3 separate regions of the Ovis aries genome follow, and all the other regions are linked to region 1. The links are chromatin contacts, called in public Hi-C maps. All regions are on one chromosome and are shown on one strand. The core of a region is the stretch at or near the end of the contact, and the rest is flanking DNA. Distances in the headings are between cores, read along the strand shown.

Region 1 (3,978 bases), core at 621-3,120:
AAATAATCAAACCATGGATGATGTCACAACATGGGTAAAAGATTTATTCAGGAGCAAGAAAGACTAATTGAATTTAATGTAAAAAGAGTACAAAAAATTCATTACATGGTTTCAGATTCCACATTGCAACTTTTAAGAAACTCCCACTTAAGTTTGGTATAATACCAAAGAAAACTACCCACAATAAAGTGAAAACAGTTAAAAACACTCCTTTTTCTAACTACATTTTCTGTGTAAAGTATGGTTTTCTTCATATACTTCTATCAAACAACGTATTGTAAAGAATTAAATGCAATTCTTTGAAAATGAGCATGAAAATCCAGCTATCTTCTATTGAGCCAGATGGTAAAGAGAACTGCAAAATTTTAAAGTAATGTCACTCCTCACATTTTTCTTGGAAAAGTTATTTTTCATAAACATATTATTCATGTTAACATGCAATGAATTTATTTTTGTTATTAACTTAATGTTTTTAAAAGCTCTTAGTTTTAATTTCTAATATGGTAACCTAGATAAACAAATACTCTCAGTCCTCAATCATTTTACGAGTGTAAGGAGAACTGACAACTTCTGCTATTATGTTACTAATGCTTCTAACTTGCTAGAAAGTCTCTGCTTTAAAAACAGTGCCACTCATCAAGGGGCCAGTTTCCTCTTTATCCACCACAGGTTCTACACCGATCATTTGGTTAACTGTAAATGATTACTTTTCTGATTTATGACTTCATAAAGCACAGTTTATGGTGTAAACAAAAACGTTAAGCACTGGATTCTTTTCAACAAGCATGTATAATTACACATTTTTCTGAAAACATTTTTCTCTATGTAAAAGATCAATTCATATAAAAAACTGTTAATACCTGCTTTGTTGCATCGCGTCTTAAAAATGTCAAAAAAAGTTGGCCTCTCTTTGCATCCAATCGGCATTTTTATCTACACTATTCCTTCAAAGTTTGGTGAGTCTGCAAAAGAGAACACCAAAACACACTTCACACGTATGCAGTCCTTGCTAAGTGAGTCTGAGGTAAAACCGGAAGAGGTAAACCTGCCTGAAGCTACATTGTTTAAGACAAGAATCGAACTCACCGCGGGCAAGTAAGTATTCTGTATTTGTGCAGTCCAATAGAGCAGCCATTAGCCACATGACTCATCTCAACTGTGGCAAGTCTGCTCAAGAACAGAATTTTAAATTATTATTTAATCTTCATTAACTAGTCACGTGTGGCCAGTGGCTGCGCAGTTAGCAGAGGGCTATTAGATAAACACCGGGAAACAATTCCCAATCAGTAAATTTTCGTTAATACAGCAACTACCTGGGGACTAAGCGATGAGGCAGATACAATGTGCCACAGGCTATGAAACATTTTCCAAAACAGCAATATTCCGGTAAAGTAACTTCATCGTGATTCCAATGAAGGAAATTTCAGCCTGGGACATGTGGGCCGAGCGGCGCCCGAAGCTGGGCCAAGGAGTCCCCGGGAAGGGGCGGGACTGGAGCCTCCGGCCGAGGACCTGATCCCTTCCCCCTGTCGGTGCGGAACGGGAAAGGACCAGTGAGGGCAGGAGGCTCGGCTCCCACCCGAGCACCGGAGGCGCTCCCCGCTGCCTGAGACCGCGTAAGGCTGCCCATCTCCACTCTCCACCCCTGCCAACACTAACCGCCTTCAGAGGTGAAGCTGGTTTATGTTTTTGGCCAGAGGAGCTGAACAACGCACAGGTACTCAGATAAGAAACGGGATCGCTCAAGCTCCTTCGCGGACACCCACCGCCCCAGACAGCAAACTTCAGCAGCCGCACCTCCACCCACCGGGTTTCAGATTCTCGCGCCAAAAGCCCGCTCTCGGGATATGTCACGCGATGACGCCATGACGCAGCACGCAGCGTAAACGCCCACCGGAATCAGACTGTGGCCGCGCCGTCAGTGCTGCCGCTTGTGGCCAGGGATAAACCTCGCGTCAGTCCGGAGTCGCTAAAGAAAGAGCCGGGATGCTCGTTCTCTTCTTCCGAGCCTTCAGAGTACCAAGCCGCGCTGTTTGGAGGGACCACGCCCCATGTATACGCCCTGCCTTCCCCCTCCTCCGCTCCGTCTCTCGTTTGGATGGCCGCCCCCGCCCCCGACGCGGCCTGCGGTCTGTGAAGTCTTTGTTCTCTACTAAGAGGGCGTCGCCCAAAGTGGGCAGACGTTAGAAAACCCCACAGTGCTCAGTCGGTGCGGATGACTTCTTGCCCAACGGAGAGCTCCCTATAGAGTGGAAGGGGCTGAGATTTGAAGCCAGCGTACATTGGTTATAGACTGCGTGTTGCTGTTGGGCAGCAGAATTTCAAAAACCTCTGAGACTCTCCCGGCTTGAAAAGTTGTTAAGCCTATCTCAAGTCTCCTGTAGTTTTGGATAATACTTCCTCCTGCAGGCTTCCGTAGTATCCTTGACGTATCCTTGACGCTCCTAGGATACTAAGCACCTGTTTTGTGCCTGACTTGCTCTTGAAACTGCCCTGGAAGACAGCAGTCTCACTCACAGAGTATGGGCTATGGCTAGCACAAGGCTTAATTCAGGTGTTTACTGTAGGATCTCGAAAGCTTTCAACTGGATTCTGAAGGTGATAGTGGCTCATAGGCCTTGCTACTATCCAAAGGCTCCTGACCGACGAACAGTGAAAGCAACTTTGGATTCGAAAAAGGGTGCCATTTACTTGGTACCTGAGGTGTCATTTTAGTTTGATCATTATCCTTGGCTGTAGACACCTTTGCAATACACATAGATACAAAAGCTTATGATCATCTAGGTCTAAATAGCACAGATACCCAGGCCTGTGATCTTTAGCCAATAACAGCTACCTCTTAATGAGCATCTGTGAGTTATTCTTTATGCTTTATAAGTAATATCACCTTTAACCTTATGATCTTAAAAATTTTTGAGTATTGTCAGATGGGGAAACCGAATCATCCAGTTGATTTATAAGTAATATTACGTTTAACCTTATGATAATCTTATAAATTTTCTGGTATTGTCAAATGGGGAAACTGAATCATCCAGTTGAGTAAGTTGTCTAGTAAACAAGGCCCAGGTGGACAGAGGAGCCTGGCATGCTACTGTCCATGGGGTTGCAAAGAGTGGAACACTGCTGAAGCGATTTAGCATGCAGTGCGCAAGTTTCAGTTCAAGTCTTTTACTTAAGATACTTAACTATCCTGTGATTAAGTCTGCGTTTAACCTCTAAGAACAGTTTGCTGCTTTTCCCCTTTTGGGGAGAATTCTCACTAGAGTGGACTAATGAGAACGGTTGGCATGTTATACAACCCTCTGAAATCTATTTTTTCACTAAATACACTGTCCCGCCAACCCCCATAACTATGCTTCTTGCTGCTGCAGAACCAGGTTTTTTATATTTATGCATCCTGCCATAACACTGTCTTCTTTATGCTCACTCTAATAGTGCGGCAGCTCAAATTTTGCTGCTTGTATTCAATCTTTTTTATTTTTAAAACACAGTCTCTGAAATTGTAAGTCAGTATAGGAATAAATTGGAGCTTCCCTGGTAGCTCAAATGGTAAAGAATCTACCTGCAATGCAGGGGATCTGGGTTCGATCCATGGGTTGGGAAGAAGGGCACGGCAACCCACTCCAGTATTCTTGCCTGGAGAATCCCATGGACAGAGGGGCCTGGTGAGTTGCAGTTCATAGGATCACCAAGAGTTGGATGACTGAAGACTATGCATGCATAGGAATAAATTAGAATTACTAATTAAAGCATGTGTGTGAATAAGAAGTTAAATGAAAAACAGCTTTGAAAAAAAAAGATTCAAGAGCAGTGAATTGAGAGGCAGAGAGCCCAATTAGGGATCAGGTGGCAATTAGGCCTCAATGTAGGGATATCGCCTTCCCTCCTCCAATTTGGGTAATAGGCAGCAGCACTCATCAGAATCTGAAATAAATGGAGAAGCTCCGGAAGAACGTGAACCAACGTGACCTGGAGAAA
Region 2 (3,978 bases), core at 1,092-3,591, 420 kb after region 1:
ATCCCGTGAGTCTAAAGGCAGGTGTGGGAAGAATTCCTTTTTCTAATATCTAGCAGACTCTGATATCCTTAGTATTAAATTATACTATTAGGCAAGTTACAATCTTAGAAGAATAAGATGTGCTTTCCTTCAAAACCAAAACTAAGAAGAAATTACTAAAGAGTCTTTTAAATTCAGCTTAGGAAGAAAAGACCTGCTTTTGAGAAAACGTTGACGAGAATGATAAATAACGACAAACGTTTGACTCATATCATAAATCTATGTTGTGGAAACTCTAGCAAATGTGTTCCAGACAAGGCAGCACAATGTTTTAAAAGCTTTTAACAGGGGGAGGACATTGGGGGAGGGATGGAGTGGAGGATAGGATCAACAGATGTAAGCTATTATATATCGAAGGGATAAGCAACAAGGTCCTACTGAATAGCGATATCGAAGGGATAAACAACAAGGTCCTACTGAATAGCGCAGAGAATTATATATTCAATATCCCACAATAAGCCAGAATGGAAAAGGATATTTTTTAAAAACGTAAATATATATATACAAAATACATGTATATACAATGTGAATACATGTATATATACATGTGAAGCTCCAATACTTTGGCTACCTGAGGCGAAGAGCCAAATCATTGGAAAAGACCCTGATGCTGGGAAAGATTGACGGAAGGTAGAGAAGGGAGCGGCGAGGATGAGATGGTTGGATGGCACCACTGACTCAATGGACACGGGGCTGAGCAAACTCCGAGAGCGGGTGAAGGACAGGGAAGCTTGGTGTGCTGCAGTCCATGCGGTCACAGACAGTCGGACACGAGCAATAATTGTTGAGCGACTGAACGACAACAACAATCAAACCACTTTGCTGTAAACAGGAATTAACAACATTGTAAACCAACTGCACTTCAATAAAAATAGTATTTTGGTGGCAGAGCAAAGGGAAATGCAATCACATAACAGTGTCACTCTGGTGCCCTCTAGTGTTCCATCTGCAGCACGCTCTTTTTAAATTTCTTTTTTTTTTGAGTGCATTATTTGCTGTAGTAGTTTCCACAGCTACTTGCAAAGGAGCTCTTTGGGAAGCCACTGGAGGAAAACATCCCAACAGAGAAAGCCAAATACTGGTTCTTACAACCTGATGGTGCGCTAATTATGCTTGTACACATGGTTTACCGCTCTCTGGGGGGCTAGAGCCGGCACTGAGCTTATTCCGCCTCTTACAGGTGAGTGGAGTCATACACTAGGACTCCAGAAGGAAATCTTTGTAATCCTATTCAATGTCTGTTTCGTGGAAAATCTCCATGGGAAGTCACGGCGACGTGCTGAGAGCCGAAGGTTTGGTGGACACCTGCTGCACTAAACCTGCTTTATTAAAGAAGCTGGGTAAATGAGATGAGTCAAGATTCATGGCCCAAAGCAAAGTCAGCTTTTGTTGTTGTTGTTGTTGGGTCAGAAATGCAAATATGCTCATGAATACATACAGATTTAGAACTGACTTCAGACCTGGGAGTCAACCTAACCTGAAATACTAAACTAGTAACTGCTACTCAGTAAATGTTCTGAACCTAAGGACTGCTGTTTGCCGTTTAGTCGCTCAGTCATGTCTGAGTCTTTGCCACCCTATGGACTATAGATCGCCAGGCGCCCCTGTCCATGAGATTTCCCAGGCAAGAATATCAGAGTGGGCTGCCATTCCCTTCTCCAGGGGATCTTCTAGACCCAGGGACTGAACCTGCGTTCCCTGCATTGGCAGGTGGATTCTTTACCACTGAGCCACCAGGGAAGCCCAAAACTACAGGATGAAAGTATGTAAATTGTAACTAGATGCAAACAAAGAAATGAATACCCAAACAAATCTAATCCATTTCCTCTAATATAACAAATACAAATCTCTGAAGGAAACACACAGAACTTCTAATGAGGTGGCATTAAAGTAGCTGAATTTTATTTCATTTTTCCTTCCATAATATCCTTTCTTCTTTTTTTTTACTTTTGGTCATGATAAGAGATGACTTTTACATTAAAGGAAGAATTCCCTTCACTAAACAAATATTCTGAAAAGAAGAATGAGCTTGCTCAGGTCTTCCTGAAAATATGTGTAAAGGAAATTAGGGCAAGGGGAGGGGGCATTTTTGTTCTGTTTTCAAATTTTACCAGTTTGTAAAGATCAAACTTTTACTTATGATAACTTCACCTGTTGCCTTCTACCTCTCTCTTTATCATCTAATCTGAAATCCAAGGGCTAGAAGTTGCTGTTCTCATTTCTGCCCATGGCTGTCCCGTCGCCTTCATTGTCACAGCTGAGTAATTGACAATTTATGCAACCCAGTTCATCTGCTTAGCAACAGGAAGGGTGGGGCTCAAAACAGAGGCAAGCTACACCAGTAGCACTCTGCAACTGTGAAACAAGAAAGGAGGAATGGGGAACTGGCTAGAGGCCATATCCAACTATGTTCAATACTAAGTAAAATCATCTTCAATGTTTTCAATCCTAAATCCCCAAAGGATAAACCCTACAAGGAGTGTTCTATACTCTCCCCATACAAAACTCTGTGAGTATAGTCTTAAGAGTGAAGTGTGGTCAGAATGCCATAAATAGTGCTTTACTGGCAAATAAACAGAAAGCTCCTTACCCCTGGATCTCTAAATGGGTCAACAGTCTTGGCCTCAGAAGTCTCCTTAGGGAAAGGGTGTAGCTTAGCTGAGAGTTAGATAGACTTAGGTTCACACGGGCGCTTCAGCCCCACAGGTGAGAATCTCCACATGGTTAATTCTGACTGAGAATATCTCAGGGCCATGCCTGCTGTACTTTTTATTTCATTTGGTAACAGGAAAAAAAAAAAAAAAAGGAAGGAGGACTGGTGAGAGAACTATAGCCATCCACTGGAGCAGTTCTCAGTACTGCAGACTTTCTGGTTCTGCCAAAAGACCTGAAGATCATGGGCACAGTCTTATCAAATCAATGGGAATCTAGACAGCCTGGGTCATAAGGATCCTGTCTCCAGGTCACATTAACCTCTTGCATGCATCTAATCAGAAATTCACAATGCCAACATGCTTCTCCTTTATGGCAGCCTTAATCACAAATGCAGAAGAAAGGGAGTTCAATGAACTGAACTGGCCAAATAACAGGAAGTTTTATTTTTTTATTTTTTGATTAGTTCTTAGTAATTTAGCAAGATCAGCCAAGTCCTCACTATGAAATAAAGCAGACATCATCAATTTCCCCCTAAACAGATTTCTCTGTTGCTTGAATGCATGCACTCATTTGTTCCAAATATGTTTTTTGAGCATCTCCTACAGGCACTGTTCCAAGGACTGAGTTTACCATGGCAAAGAATACTTTCAAGGCCCTGCTCTCAGAGCCTACACTACAGGGGTGCATGCCTGCACGCAGACTGAAAAGTGAAAAATTAATAAACAGATAAGCAAGACAATATCAGACAGCAACGAATGCACAGGAGGGAAAGCAGAGGGGCAGGATGGGGGGTGACTACTTTAGAGGGATTGCTGTGGGAGGCATCTTCCAGCAGGTGCATTAGGCTGAGATCTGAAACTTAAGAAGGATCCAGCCACTCAGAGATGAGAGCCAAGAGCTCATAAAGCAGAGAATTTATGCAAAAGCTCAGTGGTGGGAACATACATGATGCGTTAGAGAACAAGAAGGAAACACGATACTGGGGTGTGAAAACAGGCAGAGTGACAGGAAGCAATCCTGGAGACCTAGGCAGGAGCCAGGCGAGGCAGCGGCTTTGTTATCCAGGACAGAGTCTGGATGTCATGGCAGGCGGAGGGGACACCACTGGGGAATTACAAGCAGGGGAAGGAGAGTGTGATAAATATTAAAGCTTCTCAGAGATCACTGTGGTTGCTCTGCAGGGAAGTGACTTCAGGGAGCATCCATGCTAAGTCCCTTTAGTCATGTCTGACTCTTTGCAACCCCATGGACTGCAGCCCTGTTCATGGAATTTTCCAGGCAAGA
Region 3 (3,978 bases), core at 673-3,172, 310 kb after region 1:
AGGGGGCAGAGAATATAAGCTTTGTCTAGAATAATCTGAAAATAGACAAGCGGAGAAAGGTTTTAAAAGAAATCCCACTGGCCTCAGGGTTGTCCCAACATAATTTTCCATCTAATGGGCAATGACAGAAATTGATAGAAGAAAATAATCTGGCCTTAACCTGCTCAAAATAATGATTCAGTATCACACACGGATTTCAAACTCGCAGTAAGTCTTTCCAGATATTGGAAAACTGCATGAAGAACCTTGTATGTCCAATTCTTGTCACTAATCAAAGTGGGGAATAGACAAAGGAAGATTCATCCTTATGTGTGAAGTATTAACACAAATAATGAATCCAAGATAAATGAATTATGATTGTAACAAAGGAATGTTGTTGGGGTGACAGTATTACTCCCAAATGGCTTCCTACTTGTAGAAAAACAGCTTCAGATAAGCCCCTTGGTGTATACAGTCGTGCAAAATGACCTGGAAAAGATGGTTTCTATGGATAGCATTTAGAGATGCATATCCCTGAACACCTTCCTGCCGAAGGTACTCTGTCTCTTTTTTCAAAGCAATTAAGTCACAGGTTCTCCTGCCCCGGTTTTGTTTACATACGAGCAATCTTGTCCACAGGTCATTTGTGTAGGAGATAATTAATCACCAGCTCTTGGACCTGCAGGTAGGTTAATCAGTATGCATGGAATACAACATAAAATTTTTCTTGGAAAAAAAAATTTTTTTTAATTTCAAACAATTCAGGACCTGTAATACCAGCCAGTCTTTTAATCCAAAGCAAGTACAAAGGCTGATCGGTGAAATAGAAAAGACTTTGTTTTTAAACTGTTCAGAAAATGCAAGGCATCACTGATCACCTGAAGGCCTCATTTTAATTTAATTCCAGATCCATGATGCCTTAGAGGTTGTCTTTTTGAAAGATCTTCCTGTTAAAAGCTTTAAGTAGGTCAGAACCCTAACTTCAGAAGCCATAACATTCTGATATCCTAATAAATAATTTTACGGTCAGCAACTCACTTGTTTATGTTTCAGAAAAGCACATTATTTGGACTATGACAAACATCGGGATTTTTTTTTAATTCAAGTATTAAGTACTATTATATTAATAGTATATACTATTATAATTCTGAACACCAACCACATGGACAAGGAAGAGACCAAATAAATCTGCAAGTGCCTCTATACTCAAAAAAGATGAGCCAGGTTTTGGACCATTAAGTACTTTTTATTTCTTTAGACAATACCCTAATAAAACAATTATGAAGTACTCTGAAGCCCTGCCACACCCCTTTGACACTTCACGAAATCATTTCGATAAAACCTGAGCACATTAAACACACACCAAGCAGGAAATGCAGCCTGGAATACCCAGTCCTGCCCTCACCAAGAGTCTGAAGGGCCATCTCACTTGAAAATTTAATCAAACCACATCTACCGTAATTCCACCACAGCCTCTGCACTTCAGGAAGGCTAGTTCAGTCTCTGACATTTTGATTTTCATAGCAGATGAAAGCAAAAAAAAATAAAAAAGAAAGAAAGAAAGAAAAAACTTCCTGGGCTCACAAGCCTATGCTTTTCAGTTGAGGCTTTTATTGCTCAGATCTTACGCAACACCCAGCAAACAAACAAACAAACAAAAAAAGCTTATTTTCTGTTACTCACTATTACTCCAGGATTTCAGTAAATATTTGATACTGATCTCGAAGAAGCCGGAATCCTGCTGGCTGGCCATGTCGGCGGCATACAAAGAGCCTGCTCCCGGGGCTGGACCGTGAGCCGCGCGGAGCAGGTACCGGGCGTGGGAGGGATGCGCTGGTCACAGGTTCGTGATGTAAGCGGGGTCAGCGGCCGGGAGGCTGGCTCTGCGGGTCCACCTCCGGCGAGTCCTCATGAGAAGGACGCGGCGGAGCGGGAGAGGGATGCTCGGCCGCTCCTCCTCCCGGTCCAGGACTGGCTGCTTATTCGCTGGGTGCGGATCTCTAGCCCTGGGAGGCGTCTGCCAGTGCCAGCGACGCCGGCCGCCGGTCGCCCACACGCTCGGCCCGGCAGGTACGGGGCCAAGGAAGTCCCACCTGCACGGGGTGAGCGTGGGGGGGGGGGTGCCCCACAGCACCCAGCGCGCAGGGCTGGGGATGCACGAGGAGGGATGGGCCAGGAGGGATGCGCAGGGAGGGTCCCCCCTCCTCCGCCCCCGCCCCCACAGTCCGGGCCCCCGACTCAGCCGTGGGGAGAACCTCCCAGCTCCTGCGGATCTTCGCCGGTCAGCCCTGCTCCGGGTGAGCTGCTCCCCGCCCCCCGCCCCCCGGGGGGTGCACCGGCCGCGCTCCCCCACCCGCGTCCGTCCCCGGAATCCACACAACTACGGCGGCCCAGTGGCACCCCTGAATCTGGTGGTGGATCTGAAAAGCGTCCTCCGTCCGCCCCTCGGCAAGTGAAGAGCTTGATAACAACAGGATGTCGGCCGGGGCTTTTCCCTCCCCTCCTTTCTGTGCTGCTCCCTCCCAGAAATGCTGACATTTTTGAGGGGTACCCACCCCCCTACCAACGTGTGCATCCGAAGGGGACAGTACCAGCTACGTAAGCTCGTGTACAGAACGCCAGGCTCCACAATGCATCCGGCAAGCCTGTGTATTCTAAAAATCCCCAAGCCCAATAAAGCATATTTTTTATTTGTATTAAAAAGATAAGCAAACGCGCTGTATTCCTGGCTGCACAATGGCTTTTTTCCTCCGTGAAATCTTGGTATCAGGTGTCCTGACTTCATTTAGCTTGGTTTCATGTTGTTATTTAGCTTGGCTAGGGGATTGGAGTCAATACTTTAATCTTGATAGGCGACGTTTGAGCAGGTGGGATTTGCCTAAACAATCTTATAAACCACGAATCCTACCCCCATCCCCAGTTCATTTATGATCAACATTTTGCAATGGGATTGATAAACTATGCTAATAATTATGTCACAAAAAAAGCTGAGCGCCCCTCCCCCACTCAAAGTCAACCCGGATTAACTGTTCATTTGACAAATGGCAGGAGAGAGTATACTTTCTCTAAGACTGAGAATTTTAAAAATTTTAACAGGAAGAAGAACCTTTATGACTGTGTCCTGAAATGCCCCAAGACACTATCAATACAATGAGCTCTCTTTTCAAACTCCTTACACAAAAGACAAGCACCCCACCAAGAATTCCAACCATTCATCAGTACTATCTTCTCTTAAAGTGTCCTCAGACTTAGTTTTCACTTACATGTTTACCAGAGTTAATGAGCTAATTTCGTTTTATCACCTGTACTTTGAATATATAGATTCTAGGTGAAACAGGACCCAAAGGATTTACCTAATTGGTTGTTACATTTGAGAACAAAAACTACCATGCCCCCCTTTCTGGTGCCTCCCCCACTGTGGATGGCAATATGCACAGGAAAGCTTCAGGGTGTCTTGGAGTTAATAAGCACAAAGCCTCTCAAAACTCTTCAGAACTTTCTAGCTATAAGATCTAGGGCACGCTATTAACCTCACTAAACCTTAATTTCCTCATCTGTAAAGTGGGGATTATAGTGGTACTGATCTCACTGACTTGCTGGAAGGATTAAATGACATTATGAAAGTGTTCGGCATAGTGCCTTGCATAGAGTAAACAATTAAATTTTGTTACCTTGATATTTATTATGAACTCTTAGGGACTCTAGAATCAAACTTTTAAATTTAGGTTAAATATATTTTTGGTACCATTTAAGGTCTATCACTTCTGAACACCAGTAGTAACTATCTGGGGACTGTAAGTTGGAGACATTTAAAACAGCTACAATAACCAAACATGCTATTATATACTGTTACTCAAGTCAGATTTTCTTTGACTTTTAAAGAGATCTTAACTGGCTTTTAGAAGTTTTCGATCCTATTATAAACATATTTTTTAGGAGTTAAAAATACTATGACTATATGACTATCATATTAAACCTATTAATTTGTTGAGAATGCCA

The links. Hi-C and Micro-C count contacts between places; a contact is called where the count stands out from the background.
Region 2: a Hi-C map of tail adipose tissue shows a contact between it and region 1, with 2.2 times the contacts expected there. The contact joins the enhancer-like site here to the promoter of ZAR1L in region 1. A contact is called at or near these places in 3 of 16 Hi-C or Micro-C datasets (liver, skin fibroblasts and tail adipose tissue).
Region 3: a contact with region 1 is called in a Hi-C map of hypothalamus, with 3 times the contacts expected there. The contact joins the enhancer-like site here to the promoter of ZAR1L in region 1. A contact is called at or near these places in 2 of 16 Hi-C or Micro-C datasets (hypothalamus and skin fibroblasts).

The regions. Positions count from the first base shown.
Region 1 is chr10:28,967,711-28,971,688 of ARS-UI_Ramb_v3.0, forward strand. It overlaps ZAR1L (zygote arrest 1 like), which reads left to right and starts at 1,871. Exons shown (of 8, transcript XR_009595259.1): 1 at 1,871-3,978. BRCA2 (BRCA2 DNA repair associated) reads right to left here and starts at 1,849. Exons shown (of 27, transcript XM_042254798.2): 1 at 1,808-1,849; 2 at 861-962. The coding sequence starts at 927.
Region 2 is chr10:29,391,375-29,395,352 of ARS-UI_Ramb_v3.0, forward strand. No RefSeq gene overlaps it. Among named protein-coding and RNA genes, the nearest start is that of FRY, 33 kb to the left of the region's middle. Within about 2 kb of position 2,342, at least 15 of the 54 cell types and tissues checked have an H3K27ac peak or open chromatin away from gene starts, as enhancers often do. A contact at or near this core is called in tail adipose tissue, where this site is marked.
Region 3 is chr10:29,278,204-29,282,181 of ARS-UI_Ramb_v3.0, forward strand. All of the region lies in intron 2 of FRY (FRY microtubule binding protein), which reads right to left. Among named protein-coding and RNA genes, the nearest start is that of FRY, 80 kb to the right of the region's middle. Within about 2 kb of position 1,923, at least 23 of the 54 cell types and tissues checked have an H3K27ac peak or open chromatin away from gene starts, as enhancers often do. A contact at or near this core is called in hypothalamus, where this site is marked.